Linked DNA regions of Sus scrofa: region 1 is linked to region 2. The links are chromatin contacts, called in public HiChIP or PLAC-seq maps. All regions are on one chromosome and are shown on one strand. The core of a region is the stretch at or near the end of the contact, and the rest is flanking DNA. Distances in the headings are between cores, read along the strand shown. Region 1 holds the start of PPP3CB (serine/threonine-protein phosphatase 2B catalytic subunit beta isoform). Region 2 holds the start of P4HA1 (prolyl 4-hydroxylase subunit alpha 1).

Region 1 (4,215 bases), core at 659-3,158, 390 kb before region 2:
TTAATAAATCTATGAGATAGTTCTATTTAATTTCTTGTCATTTAATTGTCTATTTAATGCCTTTTATATACTCTCAATTTTTTATTTTGGGGTGGGAGGCCTGGAGAAGCCAGAAATACCAATTCGAAGTGGCCTGGGGCTCTCAGAGAGAGCCATGACACAAAGATATCTATCTGTGATTGACAGTGAGGAGCCAAAAAGGAGCTGAAGGATATTTGAAGGGTGTATATTCAAGGTAGGAGTCAATGGGACCTAATATAGACTGACTTTCCCTATTACTAATTATTATTTTTTGCTTTTTAGGGCCACACCCGCAGCATACGGAGGTTCCCAGGCTAGGGGTCGAATTGGAGCTATAGCTGCTGGCCTATACCACAGCCACAGCAATGCAGGATTTGAGATGCATTTGTGACCTACACCACAGCTCACGACAACACCGGATCCTTAACCCTCTGAGTGAGGGTGGGGATCAAGCCTGCAACCTCATGGTTCCTAGTCGGATTTATTTCCGCTGTGCCGCAATGGGAACTCCTTGTTATTACTGCTATCAGTGTATTTTCTATCCCTTTTCTGCCAAGAGGCACTCAACACATTACACACTTTTTCCTCCCCTCCTTGGGTAGATTTTCTGGGGATTCAAACTCCTCTTACAAACTTACTCCTTATCTTTATACTCTTGGGCCCTTCTTCTACAAGTTTGTGATGTGCCTCTTATCCCTTCCTTGATCTCTTCCCATGGCTACCCCTTCCCTTCCCCTATAGGATTATTGCACTTTCATACCAGAAAGATCCATTTTCACCCTGCCTCACTCCCAAATTTATCTACCTCTTAGAAATATCTTGTGGGCTCCCTTTGCAAAGAATACTCACTGGGCATTTCTCTTCTCTTTTACCTCAGGTCTCAGAATCATTGAGACCTAATAAAACGAAGAGGTAGAAAGGTGCTCTTTGACATCTCTGGACAACTGTTTACCTAATTATTAAACATTATGAACATAAGCCCATGCAGTCTTGAGCAGGAGGATGGGCAGGAATTTCTCACGCTAAAGCTTGGATCCTATGTCATCAAGATTATATAGATCTTACTGGACATGCTGGTCTCTGTTCATGATTCAGTACCTCTACTGGAGTCATACGCACACTCTTCATCTAATAATTGTTGCTTGAAGAGTTGGTTCCTGTCCCACTACTCCCTTCTCCATGAATATCTGTCTCTATAAAATTTCCGAAAGTCCTGAGCCCACATTTCTGTATGTATGCACAGAAATACTCTGAGGTTTTTCTAATGAGGAACTAATTTCCTATTTACGCCTCTGTCTTAAAAATCTCTATTTTCTAAATGAATCAAGAGGGAAGCTGTCCTTTTCCGGTGAATTCTGTAGACCCTTTGAACATCTCCTGGTGTCATCCCTTCCTTTCCTCCTGTTTTGACTCAACCCTCGGAGCCTCGTCTGCTGTGGCTGCATTTTTATTCCATGCCTTCCCACTCTTGGCAGTTCCAGCCTATAAACACAGGGTCAGATTCTCTCTCAAACTCCATTTTGAACGCTTGCTTTGCTGTAGAACCTACAAAGCTTCCTCTATTTCTCCTGTCTCTTACCAACCAAAGTACGCAGATCTGGTGGCCAAATTGTTATACGTTTGTTTCTCTATTACTAAGAGATTCTAAGGTTTGATTACGTCTCCCCATATTATTGGAAGCTCCATGAAAGCTGGTGATCCCAAGCACTCATTCACCCCAGCAACTAGCTATAGACAGCAGGTCCTCTCCCTTCTCTTTTATTTCTGCCTGCCCAGAATTTTAACCTGATCCCTTAGCCTCGTCCTGTTTCTCTCCTAGCCTCAGTAATTTTGCCCAAGTCCCTAGAGCCTGCTCCGCCCCCGCCCCCGCACGCGCGGTGCATGCCGGTCTTAGCCCCTCTGTAGGGAAAGAGGGTCCGCCATGTTCCCCGGCGGCGCCGCCGCTTGGCTCTGGTAGCCGCCGCCCCCGCCCCCAACCCCGCCCGGCCCAGCGCCTAGCCGAGCCCCGGGCCCAGCATGGCCGCCCCGGAGCCGGCCCGGGCTGCACCGCCCCCACCCCCGCCCCCGCCGCCCCCTCCCGGGGCTGACCGCGTCGTCAAAGGTGAGAGGTGGACGAAGCCCTGGGGGCCTGGCCTGAGGAGCTGTTGAGGGCGGGCGGGAGACCGTCCCCTCCGGAGCGGGCCCGGAAGGGCGGGCGAGTGACTGGCTGCCTCCCTTGGGGAGTGGCCCCTGGGCGGGCCCCTGCTGGGCTGGGCTGTGGCTCCGAGGTCTCTCGCTTGCCTTGAGGCCGAGGCGGGGGTTTCGCTCTCGAGGTCTCTTAGCTGAAGGGGTGAGGCTACTAGTCGCAGTGAACCCCTTTCTTTTCCAACTCGGCCTGTCAAAGCGGCCCAGAGGCCGCGATTAGCTTCCTGCACCGCGACAGCTGCACGCCTGGCTTGCCGGGCCGGACCGAGGGGTTCGGAGACCTTCAGCCACGCGGGGCTGGGCGATGAGCAGTCAGAAATCACCTCGGCTTTGGCCCACGCCTGCTCCCCAGTGACAGCAGTCCGCCCTCTTCGCGCCTAGTTAGCGCCAGCCGCAGGCTTCGCGCTCGGCCCTCTGGTGTCACCCCGCGCGGAAATTAAGGGAACTATATGGGATTGGACAGGGTGAAGGGACGGGCCAGAATGTGGGGGCCCCAGGCTTGACGTGCAGGATAGATGGGAAAAAAAGGCAGCTTCAAAGAAAAAGCCTCGTGCATAGGAAGAAACATTTGCTTAGAAAACCGTCAACATTCTTTGGTCAAAAACCAAAAAGGGTTACCCCTTCCCTGCAGACAGACACCCACACACTCCCCTTAGAAGAAAAAGTTAGATATTTATCGGCTGGGGCAAGATTTATGGATGTTTAAAGACCACAGGTCAGCAGATTCATTTAAAAGAGAAATTGAGGGCTAATTGAGAGTCGCTTGAGATCTCCATACTCTCTGGGAAAGCCCATCAACTTCAAATACTGCTGTGGAGATGAAAAACAATTTGAAATGATTTTTCTTACCATGTAGCTTGGTCAATAAATTAAAATCATTTTAGAATAAAGTTTTCTCTATTGTATCACGTTTACTTTTGAAACAGATACTTCTATTTGTTTTATTTCATTAAGCTTCTCAAATATTCTGGCACAATGTTTAAACACTGTTAGCCCAGTTTTGGAAATCTGACCAGACATATTTCCATTAAAATATTTAAAAACAAGAAAAACTTTTTCCTTGGTGTTTTTTTTAATTTTTTTTTTCTCTCCAATTTGAGCTTCCTTTAGTAATAACACTGGTTTGTATCTAGTCTTATGTGGATAAAATGAAAAACTTAGTAGTAGTATGTCTTTTCTGGCCAGGCATTGGAATGAGCTCAATAAAGAGTTTATGGAATCCTTGTCCTGAGAAATCTTTTTAAAAAAGAGAAAAAAGGAGTTCCCTTTTGGCCTAGCGGGTTAAGGATCCAGCGTTGTCACTTTCGTGGCTTGGGCTCAGTGCCTGGTCAGGAACTTTTACATTTGGTGGGTGCAGCCTGCCCCGCAACCAAAAAAAAAAAAAGACGAAAGATTGGTGGTTCAGGTGCTCATCCTGTCCTGAAATCCTGACTTTTTAGGGGGTGGGACTAGGAGACATGGGCTCCTTCTTCATTTTTGACTGTATACCTGTGCTGTATTAATTTCCCTGGACGCTTTTGACCCTACTCTTAGGTAGGACAACCAGTCACATTCCTGAACAGTGAGTTTATGCTATTGTTATGCTTGTGAATCTTCTTGTTTCTTGTCATGTATGTAGTAATGTTTCCCCTGTACAGTGAAAATAAGATTCCAAACATAAGCATGTTCCTTAGTGGTGAGTTGTAAATGAAGACACTTGTATTTGCAGTTTATTGGTGTGAAATAAGTCATTTGGCTTAGGTAAGTAGGAGTTTGTTGGTATAGAAAATCATAGTTTAGTAAAGCTTATGGATATATGATCTCATGTGCTTAGTAGTATATTCTCCAAGACAGCTTTCATTTCTTGATGGAATCGTTAGCCAGTTAGATTGTGCAGCAGACCAGTTTGCACCCTCATGGAATCTCTGACTTCCTTGGAGGTTACTGGGAAACTTACCTTTCATACAGAAATCTGCTCTTAGATTTCATCTTCAAGCTTCTTGTCTTTGTCATTCAGTAATTATACTACAC
Region 2 (4,178 bases), core at 1,213-3,712:
TCTTTTGTCTTTTTACGGCTGCACATGTGGCGTATGGAAATTCCCGTGCTAGGGTTCGAATTGGAGCTGCAGATGCCGGCCTATGCCACAGTCACATCAATGCCGGATCCAAGCTGCATCTTCGACCTACACCACAGCTCATCACGATGCTGGATCCTTAACCCACTGAGCAAGGGTGTCCTCACGGATGCTAGTCAGATTCATTAACTGCTGAGCCACTGCAGGAACTCCCTATCCATATATTTTTGATGCTAGCACACAGGACACATTCAAATCTGAATATGATGTCTGGCCCTGTACCTTTGTTTTACAGTGCTGGGTGGGTCAGCACAACGGGTGGTAGGAGGCTTCTTGGATGCCACTCATATAATGGGACAGCTGAAAATAACTATACATGGAAGTGACTGTGAATTACAAAAATATATCCCACTAAACTCAAACCAAATGTATTCTAACTCAAATTCCCTTTGGTTAAATTTTAAAAACGACTTCTAGGCATTCCAACGCCATCTGACAAGGGCAAGCAGGACAGAGGGAAAATCAGTGAGGAAAGAATTAGCAGTCTAAAGACTGCAGTTAAAATTTTTACTTTTAAAAATTTTACAAAAGCATATGGCTGTGTGAGCATATTGCTGGGGCTCCTTCCAGGGTCTTGGAAAGGGCTAGTGTAAATGATGGCCCCTGAAGCTAAGCTTTCTTATCTTCACAGTAAATCTCCCTTAAGGTCTGGAGCTATTTAATTTACAGGGTGAATTGCAATTTTCAGAGTCTGCTCTATATAGGGGCAGTGGATAGACTGATTACAGCTTCACTTGAGACAAAGATTTGAGGAAGAGATCTTTGCCTCCTGTGTCAAAGTGCTCCCTGCTGTTTGTTTAGACTAGTGGTTCTGAAACACTTGTTCTCATAATTGTTTCACACTCCTAAAAAGCACTGAGGACTCCAGAAAGCTTTTATGTGGATCATATCATATCTATCAACATTTGCTGTATTAGGAGTAAAACAAACATGCAAAATATTAATTCATTTAAAAACAATAAATAATAAATCTGTTACATGTTAATATAAATAACATTTTTTAATGAAAAATAACCATTTTTCAGAGCAAAAAGAATTTGGTGAGAAGAATGACATTTTACATTTCTGCAAATTTCTTTAGTATCTAGCCTAATAGAAGATTCTCATTCTTCTGCATGCAATCTGTTGCACTATCACAGGACATGTAGTCTCTGGAAAATTCCATTGTTTTTCGATTCAGTATGAAATAATTTTGCCCTGTGAACCTGGAGACCGCACTTTAAGAACTGCTGATTAGTGGGTCACTATATCACTATATTATGTTCCCTAGGGTTCTGAAAAGTACCCCCTCTTTGACTATTGCTGTATCTGTAATAATCAACCCCAACTCCTAGATAAGAGTTAAATGTTAACTATTGCTATGCTTTTTAGCATTCATGGAAAACTTTAGAAAAAACAATTTTTAATGATTACCAAGTCTGAGACAAGTCTTCTCTTTCACGGACACTTTCGCTTTCTTCCCTTTCTCCTTCATTGTCTGCTGCCTGATACTAAAGCTTTCTTTTAGGACGATAATGACTAAGACAAAGGTTGGACTATGACCAAACACAACACTGGATTCCTCACATGCTATAACACAATCTAATATTTACCAAACCCTTTCTGTGTGCTAGGCATGTGCTAAATGCTTTACGCACATTATTTAATTCTCATAACAATCCTAAGAGTTACCTAACGTCATTCGCATTTTGCAAAAGAGGAAGCTGAGATACAGAGAAGTTAATGCCCAGAGTTTTACGAGACTGAGCTGGGAAGTGAACCCAGAAAATTTCCAGAGCGTGCAGTGCACTATCTAGTGATAAAGTATAAAGATAAGCGATAGAGCGAGGTACATATGAGTGTAGGTGAAGGAAGGAGGTTCGTAAAGTAAAAAGCCTCAGGACCAAGACAGCTGAGATACCAAGACATGAGGTACGGTGTTATTTTCCACCCGATTCTTCTTTTCTGCCTTATTTTCTACTCCCATGTTCTTATTCTTATATTTAATATAGTTCCCTGCTGGGAGTTCCGACGTCCCAGCCTGAGGCTGATGGCGTAACCCAGGCGCTAAACAACCTGTTGAAAGGAGTGGGGCAAATCCGGAGTAACCACGGTAACAAGGGCGTGGCGAGGACCCTGCGCAGGCGCGCTACACCACACGCCCGCCCGCCGGCCCCTCCCCTCGGCTCCGGACTTCACCAGCTGGTGGGGAGTCTGGGGCGTGGGACGTGGGCAAAGGGTGGGGGCGAGGGCCTGGGCTGGGCGCCTGCGCAAACGCCTGGGCGCTGGTGTGATCGAGCTCACGTAGCGAGGGTTGCAGTTGCCTCCTCCCTAGCGCTGCCGTCGCGGCCTAGAGGTTATAAAAGGGCTAACTGGCTCCCTCTGCTGCCCAGTCAAGCCACCAGCGGGCTTAGAGAAGGGAGCCGGCTTGACTGAAGGCGGTCGAGGACTGGAGAACGCGCAGCCCTCCCCTGCCACTTCTCAGGTGAGACGCTTCTCCGACCTTGGAGAATGAGGATGAAGTCCTTGGGTAGTCGTTGGCTACTGAGGCTGAAGTTCTTGGGCAGCCGCGGCCCTTCTCGGATGGCTCTGGGGGGTCTGGTCCCTGCCCTCTCTGGTGGGATGGCTCGGGGGCAGGGGTTCCCTGGTTTACTACCGCAGTACCTTCTCCTCTGTACCTTCCCCAGGTCCAGCGCCCCGCGCCTCCTGGTTGTCCCAGAGGCCCTTCCGCCCTCCTCGGTGCTCCCCTTCCCACCTCCTCCCAGATTGGCGTCCCCGACTGTTGGGGCTGCGGCAGCCTCTGTCTCCGCCCCGGGAACCAGTACTTTCTTGAATATTCCTTCCCGAGGAGGGGTAACCCTGTTGATTTTCCCGAGCTCCACTCTTACCTGGTCCTCGCTTGCAAAGCTGACGGGTACGCGACGGTTTTCGGCCTCCAAATCAGCAGATGGTTAGCATGTGGCAGTGGAGAACTGATTTTAAAGCTTAGAGCTCACGCCGAAGCACTCGGGCGTTTTTACCCCGCGGAAGAGTTGTCGGGTCTAGGAAGCGGACATACCCGGGGAAGTTCAGGCTCATCTGTTGCGCGCAGCGGTGCAGCCCGAGCAGTTAGACGTAGCCCCGGGCGGCGAGTTTCGGGCGGCTGGGTAGGGAAGTCGGCTGTCAGATTCTCAGTCAACCGGGAAGCTAGTCTTCTTCCTTCCTTCTGCCACATAAAAATTTTAAAGGTACATGAGCTTCTCTCCCTCCCCACCCCCCTCTGCTCTTTCACAGCAGAATCTGATGCTTTTAAAAGTCCATCAGGAAATCGAATTCTGTGTTTGTGCGAGAACTTTGAGTTAAGCGAATGGCCCCCAGATGTATGTTTTAAGGGGGAGGAAGAGTGGTATCATAAGTATGAGACTATTTCTCCTCAGTCATCGAATGTATTAAATACAGTTCAGTTTTTAGACACTAACGTCTTTGGCGTTCCGACAGAGTGGAGAAGATTCTTGGAATTTTGCACTGTTTGCTTTAAGGGACGAAGAACCTAGATTTCCTTTTAGGAATTGATCTAAAAGGCCAACGAGGCTTGCCAGTTTCAACTTAACTGTTTCTTGTTTCTCTAAGAGCTGTGGCTCTTGGACTTTCCCTTGGAATGCACTCTGAAGGGATGAAATAGTCACTTCTGAGTGGGGGAAGGGAAAGACGTGGCAGCAGTGTTCTTTCATCAACTTTAGGCTCTTTTTTTTTTGATACAGGTTTTGGGAAGAAAGTATTTCCCCTTTTAGATTTAGATGTAGCTTATGAATGAGGCTAGTCTTTATCTAAAATAATAAGAAATATACTGTCCTTGTAGCTGGAACATTGGAATCTAATATATAAAACATTTTAAAGGGATTTTTCTCATCAAGTATCTATGAAAAAAATGGATACCTTAGGCAGGAAATATTTTAGCTGAAAGTCAATAACCTTGAGTATGTTTTGCCTTGATTTAAAATTTGAGTAGACATTCAGTGATTTTTGTTTAACTTTGACTTTTAGCCTGTGAATATAATTTCTAAATCTTAACTGTGAACTTCACATTTTACCTTTTCTTTCTGTGAGAAGTGTAGGTTTTGTCACTTACCTTTAAAAGTCAT

Evidence for each region. HiChIP or PLAC-seq counts read pairs in DNA pulled down with a chosen protein or histone mark.
Region 1: an H3K27ac HiChIP or PLAC-seq map of alveolar macrophages shows a contact between it and region 2. The contact joins the promoter of PPP3CB here to the promoter of P4HA1 in region 2. A contact is called at or near these places in 2 of 47 Hi-C or Micro-C datasets (embryonic fibroblasts and liver) and 1 of 2 datasets of contacts at active chromatin or transcription factors (alveolar macrophages).

The regions. Positions count from the first base shown.
Region 1 is chr14:76,303,038-76,307,252 of Sscrofa11.1, reverse strand. PPP3CB (serine/threonine-protein phosphatase 2B catalytic subunit beta isoform) reads left to right here and starts at 1,908. Exons shown (of 23, transcript XM_021072583.1): 1 at 1,908-2,122. The coding sequence starts at 2,038. LOC110256628 (a long non-coding RNA gene) reads right to left here. Exons shown (of 2, transcript XR_002338398.1): 1 at 2,110-4,215. It overlaps USP54 (inactive ubiquitin carboxyl-terminal hydrolase 54), which reads left to right. Exons shown (of 25, transcript XM_021072539.1): 25 at 1-30.
Region 2 is chr14:75,917,186-75,921,363 of Sscrofa11.1, reverse strand. It overlaps P4HA1 (prolyl 4-hydroxylase subunit alpha 1), which reads left to right and starts at 2,462. Exons shown (of 15, transcript NM_001097435.1): 1 at 2,462-2,542. It overlaps NUDT13 (nucleoside diphosphate-linked moiety X motif 13), which reads right to left and starts at 3,308. Exons shown (of 12, transcript XM_021074324.1): 1 at 2,946-3,308.